Regions from separate parts of the Mus musculus genome. Here region 1 is linked to region 2. A link is a contact called in public Hi-C data. All regions are on one chromosome and are shown on one strand. Each heading gives the region's core, a stretch centred on a gene start, on an enhancer-like site or on the middle of the called end of the contact. The rest is flanking DNA. Distances are from core to core; before and after follow the strand shown.

Region 1 (7,092 bases), core at 2,746-5,245, 49 kb before region 2:
CCACCAGAGGGCAGAATGTCCAAGGCAGGCCTGGGTCAGAGTCTCAGCCTGGAGGACTATCCTGGCCTCTCGGTCCATCAGCTTCCTCTGCAGCTTCTCCAGTTTGGAGTCACGGGGCTGGGTCCTGGAGTTAATAATCAAATGACCTATGGAATAGATGACTTGAATCCGTGTCCGGTTTCTACTCTATCAATGGACTGCCCTTCCCTCACAGAGAAACTCGGTGGGGAGGGGGATTAAACAGTTATGATACTGTACTTGGCAGAGCCTAACATAGTCCTTTGGCATATCCCAAAGGCCAGCTGACACAAACGGCGGGTTGGTTACGTGCTAGCCGTAGTTATATGTGAAACGTGCAACCCTCACAATATCTATGGGTATTGATTACTGCTTCCACTCAGCAGAGGGGGCCACCAAGGCTCAAAGAGCTTAACTAATTTGCCTGAAGTACAGCTTTGGGTTGCAGAGTAAGGTGAATTCATCTTTAAGCTGGAGGTTCTTTTCCACTTTCCATTGTGTATATGTATGCATGTGTGTCTATAGATTCACCTGTGTGTATACATGTGCTTGTGTGTGCACATACTCTTGTGTGTGTATTTGTGCATGTGTGTGCAAGCACGTCTGTATTTTGCAGCTGTGTGTATACATGTGCTTATATGTGTACATGCACTTTTGTGTGTATGCATGTGCGCAAGCACATCTGTGTATTCACACACTTGTGTGTTCATGCCCTTGTGAGTATGTGTACTGTTTTCTTTTATACATTTTTCCTCCAAGCCACCGCTCAAATCTGGGAAAAAAATGAATCTTCCTTTAAATTTTAATCTTCCTGGTGGTTGAAAAATCTGTGCTTTCTATAGAAAAAACCCTCAAAATATCAAAGAAGAAACTGAAGTTCACTCAGATGCATCTGTAATCTTTACAGATCAACTTTTAACTGCCTATGCTCAACCCCAGGAACGCCAAACTGCACAGATAGTCGAGTCCTTTATCAAAAGTGCAGCAGTGTGTGTGTGTCACCCGTGCACAGCTTTCGTGTGCTTTATTCCTACAACTCCTGATACAGCCTGAATGCTGTCTAAGCAGTCTTTGCACTGCATTGTCGGGGAATAAAAAACAAGGTCAGAGCACATTCTGTACCCGTGTGGTGTTTTAAAAAAAAATATTTTCAACCCAGTGTTGGTTGACTCTGCAGGTATGAGCCCGCAGATCCAGAGGGCTGACTGCGTTTATGATTCCAGACTGAAACTGTGCACAATGATTTTGGCACCAACCTCACCCCAGCCTCACTGCACCCCAAAGCCACACAGACCGCTCTTTTCATGCAGATGCTGACTGTATACAGAGCTGGTGATATATTCATGCACCAGCCCCCATCAGCAACGCCACCCCAGGACCGGGAACTGCTGTGGACTCAACCCATTAAGGATAAGCAAACACTTAGACTGCACAGTCAATATGAAACATTCCATCTTGCTCACAGTAAAGCGGCACTTGTCAGCGGCGTCCGGTGTGCTGGGCAACAGGGACCAGTGAGCGTGCCTGGCAGGACTGGCTCTCAGCACTTCTGTCGTCACATAAGTCAATGGCTCAAATTAAAGTGACCCCAGTGCTGTGGGGGGCATTTTTTTCTTAAAGTCGCTTAGTGGCTAGAGAGAAGGCTCAGCAGTTAATATGGCCTGCTGCTCTTTCAGAGGACCCAAGTTCTGTTCCCAGCACCCACGTCAGGCAGCTCACAACCACCTGTTAATCTAGCTCCAGGGTCTCTGACCTTTTGGCACCTGAACCCACAGGCACATACCACTCCCACACAGACGTAATTAAAAACATAAAGTAAAACTTTCTTTAAGAAGTCACCCAGAACCTAGACTCTTTAGGGAATGCACCTTAAATGTATTGGATCCAAGAACAAAGCTGTTGATGGTTGACAGGAAGCAACCAGAGAGCCTACACATCCAGGTGGGACGTAAAGTGACGGACTTTGGAAACCATTTGGCTCTGTCTATGAATGACGCAGACGCATGGCCACAACCCAATAAACCCTACCGTTACCCGGCAGAAATTATGCATATGCCCTTCAATAATGCATATGCCTTGCACTGCAGGTGCAAGGATGCTCCTGGCTGCATTGCCCATAACAGTGCCAAACGCTGGCCGTCGAGCGCATAGATGGTTTACTCACATTCCTACCGTGGACATGCAAAGCTGGTTTGCTATGTCAACCCTGCAGGAGGACCTCACACACGACGAAATGCCTCAGCAGCTGGGCTCCAGCCTACCTGGTCCCAAGGCCAGGCTCAACTGTCCCCTGAGAAACCCCTGTTTGCCACAGCAATGGGGATTCCCATAAGGCTCACATTCAAAGCTTTGGCGTTAGGTACAGCTATTCTGCTCTACCACAAGTGCAGGCTGAAACTGCCCTATGGTTCTTCCTCTGTGCCATAGGGAAGATGGTTAGTAAGTAGAACCTGGCCTCGTTTCCCATATGTCCCATTCCTTAGGCAGAACAGTAGACTCTGTGGAAAAGTCCCCCTCGCCTTTACAGCCACGCTTCTCTCCTGGTACTCTAGGATGTCCAGTCAGCCATCCCTTCGCTGAGGCTGTTCCACGTCCTTCCCTCCTCCCTTCCCTGTGATTCTGGCTTCAAATTCAGAACAGAGTTGGGCATCTGCTCTGCAGTGTGAGGAAGCAGGCAGGTCTCCCTTGCCTTGGGTTCTTCATACTTAGCGTGACCTGTTTAATTTGTCTGTTCGAAAGTCTACCTGCCTCCCCACGATGCTCCAAAGGAGTACCACAAACAAGCACTGCATTCACTACACAGCTTTCGGGCAAGAAAAGGCACATCTGAAGCCAGGCTTATCTAAGTAACAATCTTTTTATCCTGTTTGGTCTGGCGTGGCCTTCTGAGTCCTTCCCTCATTTTACCGATGGGTGATTAAATCAACAGGGCCTGAACAGATCTAAATCTGAATCCTCTACCACGAGGCAGTCATCCATCTCTTGTGGATTTTTACTGCCCTTATCCATGGAGTGGACTGATCCCTTCCCAGCTTCTGTGATATGGAGGTGGTGCACACGGTAAGAGCCTCATAGGGAGGTTCCTGGGCAACAGATTCACAAAGATCAGGGGTCCCAGCCATTGCACTATGGATAACCTAAGCCATACAGCTTTGTCTGAGCTACCAGTGCCTTGCAGGCTGTTCCGAAGCCTCCCTGCCTACATCCAGGCACGGAAACCTCAAGTGTCTCTAAGCACTGTGGAATGAACACTTGGAACCCCTGACTTAAGAGTCTGATTCCAGGAACCTAAAATCTCTGGGCACCTGTGTTAAATCTGCTTTAACAGTTGGCCCTGGGGCTGGGATATAATCCCCAATGGAAAAATCTGTGGCCCAGCTGGGGCCAGGTGACCTGTGTTGCCTCCCAGAAGGAGCTAGACAGGTAGGAACTGGCCGAGCACCAGCAGAGGGTTCAGGGAGCCTTGGTCAACTTGCACAGGCTCCTGTGGGCAGCTTAGAGCAGCCAGGTCCCAGAAGAGAGGCAAGCCAGGCACATTCTGAATTTTGCCTGCATGGACTTGGGGAGCTGCTTTGCTGGATAAAGGGCTTGGTGCACAAGGATGGTGACCTGAGTTTGATGCCCGGCATCCATATCAGAAGCTAGGAATGGTGATGAGGGCCTGCAATCCCAGCATGGGGGAGGAAACAAGAGGGTCCTGGGGGCTCACTGGCCAGCTAGCTTAGCCAACATAGCAAGTTACAGGTTCAGTGAGAAACCCTGTCTCAAAAAATAGGAGGGAGAGTGACAGGTTCCACACACGCACACACAAACACATGAGCTTGCTGTGTAAGGAGCACACAGGCACCTTATACATACTTACACATGTATACCCCACATGCTAAATGAATTCTGCTTGGACACCTGCCCTTCACACTGCTCTGGAGCCTGAGAGCCACTGGCTGGGAGTGCTGAGTGCACTGTCACTCTTGAGATCCTTCATGCAAGAGTCAGGGACCTACTGGAGTGGTTCCCACTCATATAGAAGACGTAACTACAATGTGGGGCACAAAGCTGCTCTTCGTAGACAGCGCTATGTCCCCAGCAACCCTGTGCACTGGGTCCTGTGGGCCACTCCATGCATCACGTGAGGAAAACTCGCAACACATCTAACAACACACCGCATAGAGGAGCCAGGACTGAACCATGTCTCCCTCGCCCGAATCTCCCTTCTGCCACTCTGTTGTGCCCTGCAAGCTACTAGCTTGCCAAAGAAGACCTGAACCTTTTGTTTGCAATAACAGAAAGGATCATAGATGTGTATTGAGTGTGAGAGCCCACATTCTCTGCCTGCCTGCAGGTGTGCGTACCTGCATTGTGGGTATCCAGCACGTACGTGTATGTGTGTGTTGAGTTCGTGTGTGGGCTGGGGACTGAACCCAGGGTCTTGTGCGGGCTAAGCACATTGCTGTGCCACTGAGCTCCACCCCCTCCAGCCCTTTTGTATTTTCTGATGAATGTTTTTGTTTTTGGGGCTCTCATACATGTGTATAATGTGTTTTGATCCACCACCTACCCCCTCCCCTCCAGCCCCTCCCTTCCTCACCCCCACCACCATTTTTTCCTATCAACTTCATATACTCTCTTTTTAAAAAGTCATTCATTCCAATTCATGATTCCTAATTCATGCAACCATACTCACAAGCCATATGTTCAGTGATATTTAATGGCCATGATGGTTTGCAGACACATCATCTAGTAGTGAAAAACTTTCTCCATGCTAATTCTCTGTATCCATTACCTAGTTATTCCTCCCACCCACCCCACCACAAGCATAGCCCTTGACAACCACTAGCCTATGACTCTGGCTATTCAAATCATTTCCTATAAATGAAATTATTCCCTCTGTTTTTTTTTTTTTGTTGTTGTTGTTGTTGTTTTTAATATCTGGCTTTTTCTCCCAGAACAAGTGTTTTCCATCTCAATTGATATTATTGAGATAATCAGTGCCCTGTTCCTTGTAATTAATAAGTAATATTTCATTTTATGGATATACCACACTTTATCCATTCATTTCTTAGCTGATGAACATCTGTATTATTTCTACTTTTTGTCTATCTTGAGTACCACTGCTATAAATATTTGCCAGCCATTTTTTCGGCTTGGGTATCTGCATGTGATTATTCCAAGTGGAAGGCTGGGAGAGGGACTCTGGGCCATGTGGTCCCTGTTTAGCCCACCCAGAGCCCACCATGGTGCTCTCCACAATGGCAGCACCATGTTACATTCCCACAAGCAACGTGCAGGACTGACAAGCCCTCCCTGACACTTTTGTTTTAAACTGGGAACACTCTAGTGGGTCTAAATTGGCGTCTCCTCCAAACTAGCTCCGAACCATGCACCCAATGAGCATAATCCTAGATGTTACAGCTTTCTCGGAGGAACGTAGGGTTAAAATCACCTCATTCTGTTAAGCCCAATCCCTAGAGAAGAATTTGGTAAACGCTGGAACTGTTGGAGGGGAACCTAATTTTTGGTTTCATTTCTTGGGTTTTCCCAGTCTTATAATCAGGAGTTTGGGCGGTAAGACTGGCGGGGGGCAAGCCTCCTTTCTAATGAGATTTAGGTTGGTGTTCTACTCCAGAAAGCTGCAGGCAATGAAAAAAAAATGTACTCTTTAATCTGTTGACATTTTGTTACCCTGGAGGACTCAAAAATACATGTGCATTCCGGAATTTAATAAAACCCGAGGATGGGGCAAATTTAAAGAGAATTAAAGACCTATTAACAAAAATAGGTCAAGCAAGCAAATCGCAAAGCATCACGCCCACCCTTTAAAGGTCCCCTAACTCCAATTGTGTAACAGCGTGCTAAACCATCCTGGTTTTTGAGGTTCAATATACTAAGAACACAATTTCGAATTCAGGCCCAGGTCATAATGGCTGACCCTAGTGGGAAAATGTCAAAAATGGATGGGGGGATCTGAGAAAAGGGAAGGCATACAGGGGAACTACTGGGGAAGGCACGTTGCTCCATCTGAAGAATCTTGTTTAACTTCCCCAGAACCTCTACACAGTGTGGACAAGGCGCTCAGCCCACCCTACTGACACCCACAGGGTGGCTTCCATAGCCACAGATCAACTCTCCTGTTTCCGCCAACTTTCTACGAACTGACTGTTCACAGACGGATGGCCAGACAGAGGTGGTGTACTGGCTAGTTTTGTGTCAACTTGACACAGCTGGGGTTATCACAGAGAAAGGAGCTTCAGTTGAGGAAATGCCTCCATGAGATCCAACTCTAAGGCATTTTCTCAATTAGTGATCAAGGGGGAAAGGCCCCTTGTGGGTGGTGCCATCCCTGGGCTGGTAGTCTTGGGTTCTATAAGAGAGCAGGCTGAGCAAGCCAGGGGAGGCAAGCCAGTAAAGAACATCCCTCCATGGCCTCTGCATCAGCTCCTGCCTCCTGACCTGCTTGAGTTCCAGTCCTGACTTCCTTGGTGATGAACAGCAGTGTGGAAGTGTAAGCCGAATAAACCCTTTCCTCCCCAACTTGCTTCTTGGTCATGATGTTTGTGCAGGAATAGAAACCCTGACTAAGACAGGTGGGTACTGCAAGGTGATCTTGAAGTCCATCTTGGCCTGGTTGCCCAACGCCTCAGGACAAGCTGGGGCTTTATCCTCTTGGTTAGGTGGCAGCTCACCACCTCTGAGGCTCCTCACACAGGAGAAGGGAGGCTCCTTCCTTCCTCTGCAGAGCTTCATTGAGTTGGTGGTCGTGTGGGGTGCTGGTAGGCTCACACTCACAATGATCCACCAAACAGCTCCAGTCTCTAGGACCAGACCTGAGAGCAAGCAAAGTGTAGGACTCCGAGGGTGTACTCTCTCTGCTCTAGGGCTTGGAGGCCCCCCTCTCCAAGGCAGCATTTGGTTTGAATGAGCCAGGGTTTGGTTTGAATAAAGAGATTTCCCAGGTGTGAGAAGAGTGTGCAGGCATGGTGGTTACAGCAATAGTCTGGTATTGCGTTGGCAAGGAGAACTGCCTTGTGGGATTTTTCACTGAGCAACAAAGGAAGAGGAAAACGAAGGGAGAAGCCA
Region 2 (6,925 bases), core at 4,052-6,551:
GCTTCTTGTAACCTGCTTGGATTCCACAGTCTGTGTGCAATAGCAACTGCTTGCTAAGGAGAGACAGAGAGAGAGAGGGAGAGAGAGAGAAAGAGAGAGAGAGAGAGAGAGAGAGAGAGGAAGGAAGAAGGGACTCTGCATCTGACCTTGGAAGATATGGGGGTGGAAATGGGAAGGGCATAGCCCTTGGGGTAGTTTGACTGAGAATGGCTCATTCATTCAGTGTTTAAATACTTGGTCCCCACACTAGTAGAACTATTTGGGAAGATTTAGGCGATGTCGCCTTCTGAAGAAGGTATTGTCATGAGCTGGACTTGAGATTTCAAAAGATTCATGCCATTCATGCCGTTACCTCCCCACTCCCTGTGTGTGTCTCCTGCTTGTGGATCAACGTGAGCTCTCCGCTGCTCCTACTGCCATCCCTCTGCTCCACTGTCATGGACCCTTTGAAACTGTAACCCCAACTAAACGCTTTCTTTTCTAAGTTGCCCTGGCTGTGATGCTTTGCCATAGCAATAAGAGAGTAGCTTAGACAGCACCAGAACTCAGTTAACTCCGAGGTGAGACCTTCAGGAGCCACTGAACTGGCCTTTATGTCCCCATCTTTGCAGAACACCACAACAACTCCCGTGTGTCAAGACGTGCTTCTATTACACCATCCCATTCACTGAGACCCTACTGTCGTTAGGCCCACTATGGATACAGTCAGCACAAAGTGTAATTTGAGTGTTAATTACTACTAAAGACATGGATGGTTTCTCTCATTTCCCTCTCCACAAGTAGACAAAGCACTGTGTTCTATCCCTGTGGGAGATTGAGATTGTTCATGATTGAGTAAACGTCCCTTTTCTGGAGGCAGGGAAGTACCTGAACAAAAAATAAAAAAGATGTGTTGAGGATGTTAACAACAGCATGGTACCATTGACTGTGGGATTGCCAAGATGATGGGATGATTCAGAAATAGATGTCCAGGCTCAGTGGGACCTACAAATGCTGCTTTGAAAGTCCTCACTGTCCCTTCATACTACAAAGTCCTTCTAGGAGGCCTCCGGAGAAAGAGAAGTTCATGGTGTTGAAAACAGAAAGATAGCTTAGAGCAGTGGTTCTCAACCCTCCTAACCCTGCGCCCCTTTAATAGGGTTCCTCACGTTGTGGTGACTCCCAACCATAGTTATTTTCATTGATACTTTGTAGCTGTAATTTTGATACTGTCATGAACTGTGATGCAAATATCTGAGTTTTCTGACCGTCTTAGGTGACCCTTGTGAAAGGGTCATTCAATCCCTAAAGGAGTCTCGACCCACAGGCTGAGAAGCACTGTCTCCGAGAGCAGAGCACATTGAACCCAACACACAGACTAGGCACGCAGACCTGGGTTCTGAAGCCAGAGTCGCTACTAACGAGCTGTGTGGCTTTGAGCATCTTGTGTCTCCATCTTTCCTAACCTAAAAAGACACTGCCTTGCAGAGGCTGACATCAGAAGCCTGGAGCTCTGCACCCAAGCCTACTCCTTTGCCCGGTGGTTCCATCTCCTACACACAGCCCTTTGCAGAGCCTTGACAGATTCTTCAACAACCCAGAGTGGGTAAGCACCATTCTGCCCACGTCGTAGGTTAGAAATCCCAGAAAACTGCATGATGTACCCAGCAACTCAGTAGAAAAGCCACCTATAACAAAGTCTCCTACCTCCCTCAGGGCTTCTGAACTCTTCACCCTACTGTATTCACTTCACAAAGACCTCTCCTGTGAGAGGCCTGAGCAACAGTCATATGTCTCTGCCACCAGGTACACTCCCTCCTCCTGAGGACTGGTTTACTGGTTTAAGTGAAGTCTGCCTGCAGCAGAATAGATCAGATGATACCCCTGGGACCCTACCACCCCAGACACCTCAGCGAGAAACATTAAAAGAGCTTCCCAGGACAAGCACAACCCAACTACCCAAGAACTTCCATTAGAGAGGAAGGGCCTAGCAACTAGCCCAGAGTCCTCCCTTCAGTGGCCTGGAGTGCTCCCACCCTGGTAGGTCATCTCATGAAGAAACGCACCATGAGCTATGGATTCATTGTCCCAAGGGAACCATCAAATGCACATGGCGAGCAAAGGGAGACATGACAGACACCAGGGCAAAGCCAAGAGAGCAGGGGAGATATAATGCCTTTAGAACAAAAGATAACATTTTTAGACTCTCGAATGTGACCTTCGTAGTTGCTGGATAAAGAAAGCTCTCGTGTTGCTTAGCAGCGTGGCTGACAAAAGTCTATAGGTTTCATTTCAGCACCATGCAGCTCCCTTTTCTCACTCAGGTTCCTAAGACCGTCTTTCCCAGCATTGTCTGGATCTGTCCACGTAGGCATCAAGCCCAGGCTGGGGTTAAACGGCTGCAGGGAAGGGGATAGCGCGCCTTACCAGGATCTGTGCAGTTCTTAGCCAGCGGAGTCCCATTGATTGGTGCCATCAATTTTCTATTTCGCCACGTGTCCAGCAGAACATGTTTGCCAGCAGAAGCTGTTTTGTGGCCTGGATTGGAAAAGAAAACAAGTCACAGATATCATCAGGTCCCTGTCATTTTTTAAACAACTTTACCCCTGTGCATCTAGCTGGGTCGGGCACAGACGTTGGGTACTTATTTTTATTATTTTTCTTTAAATGTGGGGGTGGGGGAGATGCACATGAGCGCAGGTGTCTGCAGAGGCCAAAGGAGTCAGATCTGCCTGGAGTTACAGGTGCTAGTGAGGGTCCTGAAGAGGGTGCCAGGAATTGACCTCAAGTCTTCTGGAAGAGCAGTACAGGCTCTTAACCTCGAGACATCGCTCCAGCCTCGGGGGTTGGCTACTTAGAGCCACCTGTAGTGAGTGCTACAGTCATTGGCAGCATGCTATCACCTGCTTACAAACACTATCCTGCTTCCTGCATCTAATCCTGTGTTTCTAGTCTCACATGGGTCACTTTGTGATCCGACCTTGGACGAGATTGAGCTGGTCTCAGCTCCCTCCACCTCTCCACCTCCACACAACAAAAGATTACATTAGGAGCACTAAATACTTTCTCAGTGAACTTGCTCAGGTGGTCCCCACAATTGGATGCTTAAATGTGTGTGCTCAGCCAGCTGATGGTACATGGCTCCGTGTGTAAACACATCACCCAGGGATCTGCTCGAAATGGAACTCTGATTCAGTAGGTCCAAGGCAGAGATTGAGAGTCTATAGTATCAAGCTCCCGGGTCATCATGCTATGGTCCAAGGGGTCACACAGAGCCATATCAGAGAAGGCATGGATGCCCCTGAACAGAGATGGTAGCACGGGAAGCTAACTCCTGATCTAGCACATAAAAATAGCTCTGGCTTTCAGACTACACCTCAACTCTTTACCTGTCCAGATGTTTCAGCTAGGTAGCGATACATCCTCCAGAACGCCTAACTCTCGCAGCTCCTCTAGACATTTTGTCGTTTCTTGTGTTTAATTGTCCAATTGCAAAGCATTGGGTATGAAGGTGTTAGAAATAAACTTTCTGGACTTCTTTAGAAACGAGCCACTCTCTAGCCTTCTACCCCCCCAAATCACAGTCTGGGTATTGAAAGAGAGTGATGTCTCTTTTTCTGTTTAAAAATTTAACCAGGTTTCACTTGTTTTTAACGTCGCTGTACCGATCTCTTAATGATCCCAAGATACTATGTTAATGGCCTCACTAACCACTCAAAAAAGATGCCCTCCTCCTGTGCCTCTGGCTAGGTTAACAACATTTATTTCACGGGGGGGGGGGGTGTCACCCCAAATGTTAACAGCACTAGTTCTGAAATATCTAGGCACTAAACATTCTTTAAAGGCTAAACACGAGCCCAAATCACCCCGAAATAAATATTTCATAAGTTTCTTCTCTTTCCCCACTCCGTCTGAAATTTGCATGTCTTAACAGACTCCCAGGTCGCCTTCTGCTTGGAGGAGCGTGGATCATGGCTATGCACGCCAGCCCTCCCTCTCCGTGGGGATTAAGCAGAGTTGAGTGAAGGGATGCTGGAACATGGCAGCAATCTCCCACGGGGACAGACTGCCCCCGCTCCGTTTAGGTTTGGGGAAGACCAAGCATTTGGATCAGAGCAGGTGCAAGGAGGAGAGCAGAGACTAAGCCTGAGAATTTGGGTCTCTGAGGGATGGAGCACAGCTTTGCAGAACAGAAAAGGGGGCTGCTCAGTTTCACACATCCTAAAGCGGGAGACTCTACCCCTGGGCTGCCATGAGTTGCCCATTACCCGCACACTCCAGGGACAGAGGTGGTGCAGGCTTTGATCCCAATAGCACACCTACAACTACGTCCGGAACCCCCAGGGAGCTTGAGCAGTTCGGCAGAACGTCGCCACAGTCCAGCTCGAGGCTCAGCACTCCTGGGTGAGCACTGCCCGCTGAGCGGGAAGGGAAAACCCTGGGGACCAATCTGACAGAGAAGAAGCTGGAGCTGTCAGAGCTCAAGCCCCCCAACTCCTCCAGCGGAAAACATCCTTTCCCACACCTACCCAAGCTTCCAAAGAGGCCGGAGGCACAGCACACCAGGGCCAGCACAGCGCACACGAAGCCAACTTGCTGCGGCAGCATCTCTCGCCTCCGGCGAACTTTGCTCTGCCGGATGAGTCCACGGAGAGCCATCTCCGTACGCCCCGCGCCCCTGGAAGAAGATCCCGAGCTTCAAGGGTTGGAGCGCTGTCTGTGGCCCAGCGGCGTTGGGGCTGCAGCGGGGCGATGCGTAGCTCAGAGGCAAGGGGCTCTGGGAGATAGCTTCATGGTCCGCGAACAAGGCAGTCACGGGGAGATCGGATGGGAATACCAGAGGAGGGGGAGCAATGCACGGCCGGAGCTCAGAGTTCCGCGCGGGGCGTGCGCGCTGCTCGCACCATGACTCCGTGGCGAGGAGACGACGCCTGCACGGTGGCGCTGGCGGCCCTGCTTGTCGGCTTGGCGCAGTCCGGGCGCTTGGAGCCGCTACCTGCCCACTGCTCTTCAGCGCGCTCGGAGTCCGCCGGGAGCAATCAGTGCTTGGCGAGCGCCCCCGCGCCCCGCGCCGCCGCGCCCACTCGCAGCATCCTCCTCGTCCAAGTTTAGCCCCGGCCGCCCCGGCTGCCCGCCTGCGAGGCTCCTCTGCTTCTCTCGGAAAGCAGGGCCCTGGCAGCTAAGTGCGTGCAGAAGGACCGCGCGCAGCACTCTCAGAACTCAAGACCCTCTCGGCCAGTGGCCGCAGTTTGGGCCCTCCCGCGGGCGAACTGTCCCGGGAACTTTCTCTCTGGCTCTTAGGCGGCCAGAGCCTGTGTCTGCGAGGCCGTGGCGCCTCCCGCAAGCTGCTCTCGCCTCCCTACTCCTCCCCTCCCGCCTGCCCGCCTCTCATCCCCCCCCCCTCCCCTGCACGTGTACACCTCCCCTAGGGCGCTCGCCCAGTGCGCTTCTCCCTTCCCCCAAGAGAGGCTCAACTACTGACCAATATAATCCCCTTTCCTTGCCTCCCTCCAAACCCCTTCCTCTCTCTCTCTCTAACCCTACGGAGCCAAAATGAGTCCTCAGCTTCTTGTGATTGCTATAAGGTGGAACAGGTTATGGCATCACCAAGGACTCTCAGAACCAGGGTTTCTGTAGGGCTCTCACACGGGTCCTGGCTCCCCGAGACCCCCTACCCCCCGCAGCGACCCAAGGCGGTCACCACTACCACCCGGAGGTCTCCAATGCACAAGTAGCTTAATTGCTAGCTCAGTGCTAAGAAACAGGCTTGCACCAAGCCAACCGACGCCCGCCGGGACCAGTTCCTGCCAGGCTCTCTGGGTAACCTAGGGACCTGTGTGGCGGGGGCGCAACACCGACCTACGAAATGCTGGTAATCTGACAGAGGGAGAAACCCCGCAGTTCTGCGGCTCTGCTGCCAACAGTTGGGAGCTTTTGATGTTTTGCAACCTCACAGCTTCGCAAGGCTTTCTGGTTTGGGTTTGTTTTTCCACCTCTCTTACTTTCGGCTCTCTAGTGTAAGCCGCTTTTAAAATGTGGGCGCAGTGAAATTTCCGAAGAGCAGTGGAGGTGTCATCCAGACGCAAATAAGTGGAGGGGACCTCTATCAGGAAGGATCTCTAACTCAGACTTCCCTGTCGGTTTTCTATCCTGTGCTGATTTAGGGGTTAACTCCTCTTAAAACCATTTTTGGATCAAAGCCAACTGTGTTTAATTAAATAAATACATACCCGCCATTTGTGAGCTCTGTGCCAAGTGCCATCCAGCCAAGAAACAAAACAACAACAACAACAACAACAACAACAACAACGTGTATTAAGACCCAATGTCTGCTTTCAAGGAACCCTGAACTAAAGGGGGGCCTGTCCCTCAGATGCTAAGTGGGATTCTCAAAGTGTTTTGCTCTGAGCGCCAAACATTCCCTTGCTGCTCATTAGGCTACGGGGTGGTCCACAGCAGCCAAGTCATTGCCTGGGAGTATAGGAGACAGGCAGGTTGCACATTTAAATCTACTCTTAGACCTACTGAGCTAAAATGTGCATTTTTAACCAGATTCCCTAGAGATCTTGAGCATAGTCAAGTGTGAGGACTTCCCTTCTGGGGACTGTCCCAAATGCCTCCTCTAGCTGGCCACTACCAGCAAGGTTCCTTTGTACTTCTTAGGCAAGCAGAGGGACACAGGTAAGAAGTGCCCAGAAAGCTGGGGTGGGGGCGGGGTGGGGTGCCATTGTTTGCAGCATCTTCATTTCTTTTTTTTTTTTTAAGATTTATTTATTTTATGTATGTGAGTACACTGTTGCTGTCTTCAGACACTCCAGAAGAGGACGTCAGATCTCATTACAGATGGTTGTGAGCCACCATGTGGTTGCTGGGAATTGAACTCAGGACCTCTGGAAGAGCAGCCAGTGCTCTTAACCTCTGAGCCATCTCTCCAGCCCCAGCATCT

Evidence for each region. Hi-C and Micro-C count contacts between places; a contact is called where the count stands out from the background.
Region 1: a Hi-C map of olfactory sensory neurons shows a contact between it and region 2, with 2.4 times the contacts expected there. The contact joins the enhancer-like site here to the promoter of Slc24a4 in region 2. A contact is called at or near these places in 5 of 39 promoter capture datasets (the 3T3-L1 cell line, embryonic stem cells, hippocampal neurons and 1 more), 1 of 15 datasets of contacts at CTCF or cohesin (pro-B cells), 9 of 484 Hi-C or Micro-C datasets (the HL-1 cell line, bone marrow-derived macrophages, cerebral cortex and 5 more), 2 of 115 datasets of contacts at active chromatin or transcription factors (embryonic stem cells and neural progenitor cells) and 4 of 9 other capture datasets (adipose tissue, liver, macrophages and 1 more).

What each region holds. Positions count from the first base shown.
Region 1 is chr12:102,174,929-102,182,020 of GRCm38.p6, reverse strand. All of the region lies in intron 2 of Slc24a4 (solute carrier family 24 (sodium/potassium/calcium exchanger), member 4), which reads right to left. Among named protein-coding and RNA genes, the nearest start is that of Slc24a4, 50 kb to the right of the region's middle. Within about 2 kb of position 3,995, at least 2 of the 459 cell types and tissues checked have an H3K27ac peak or open chromatin away from gene starts, as enhancers often do. A contact at or near this core is called in olfactory sensory neurons, where this site is marked.
Region 2 is chr12:102,127,103-102,134,027 of GRCm38.p6, reverse strand. Slc24a4 (solute carrier family 24 (sodium/potassium/calcium exchanger), member 4) reads right to left here and starts at 5,301. Exons shown (of 17, transcript NM_001362345.1): 1 at 4,509-5,301; 2 at 2,407-2,517. The coding sequence starts at 4,638.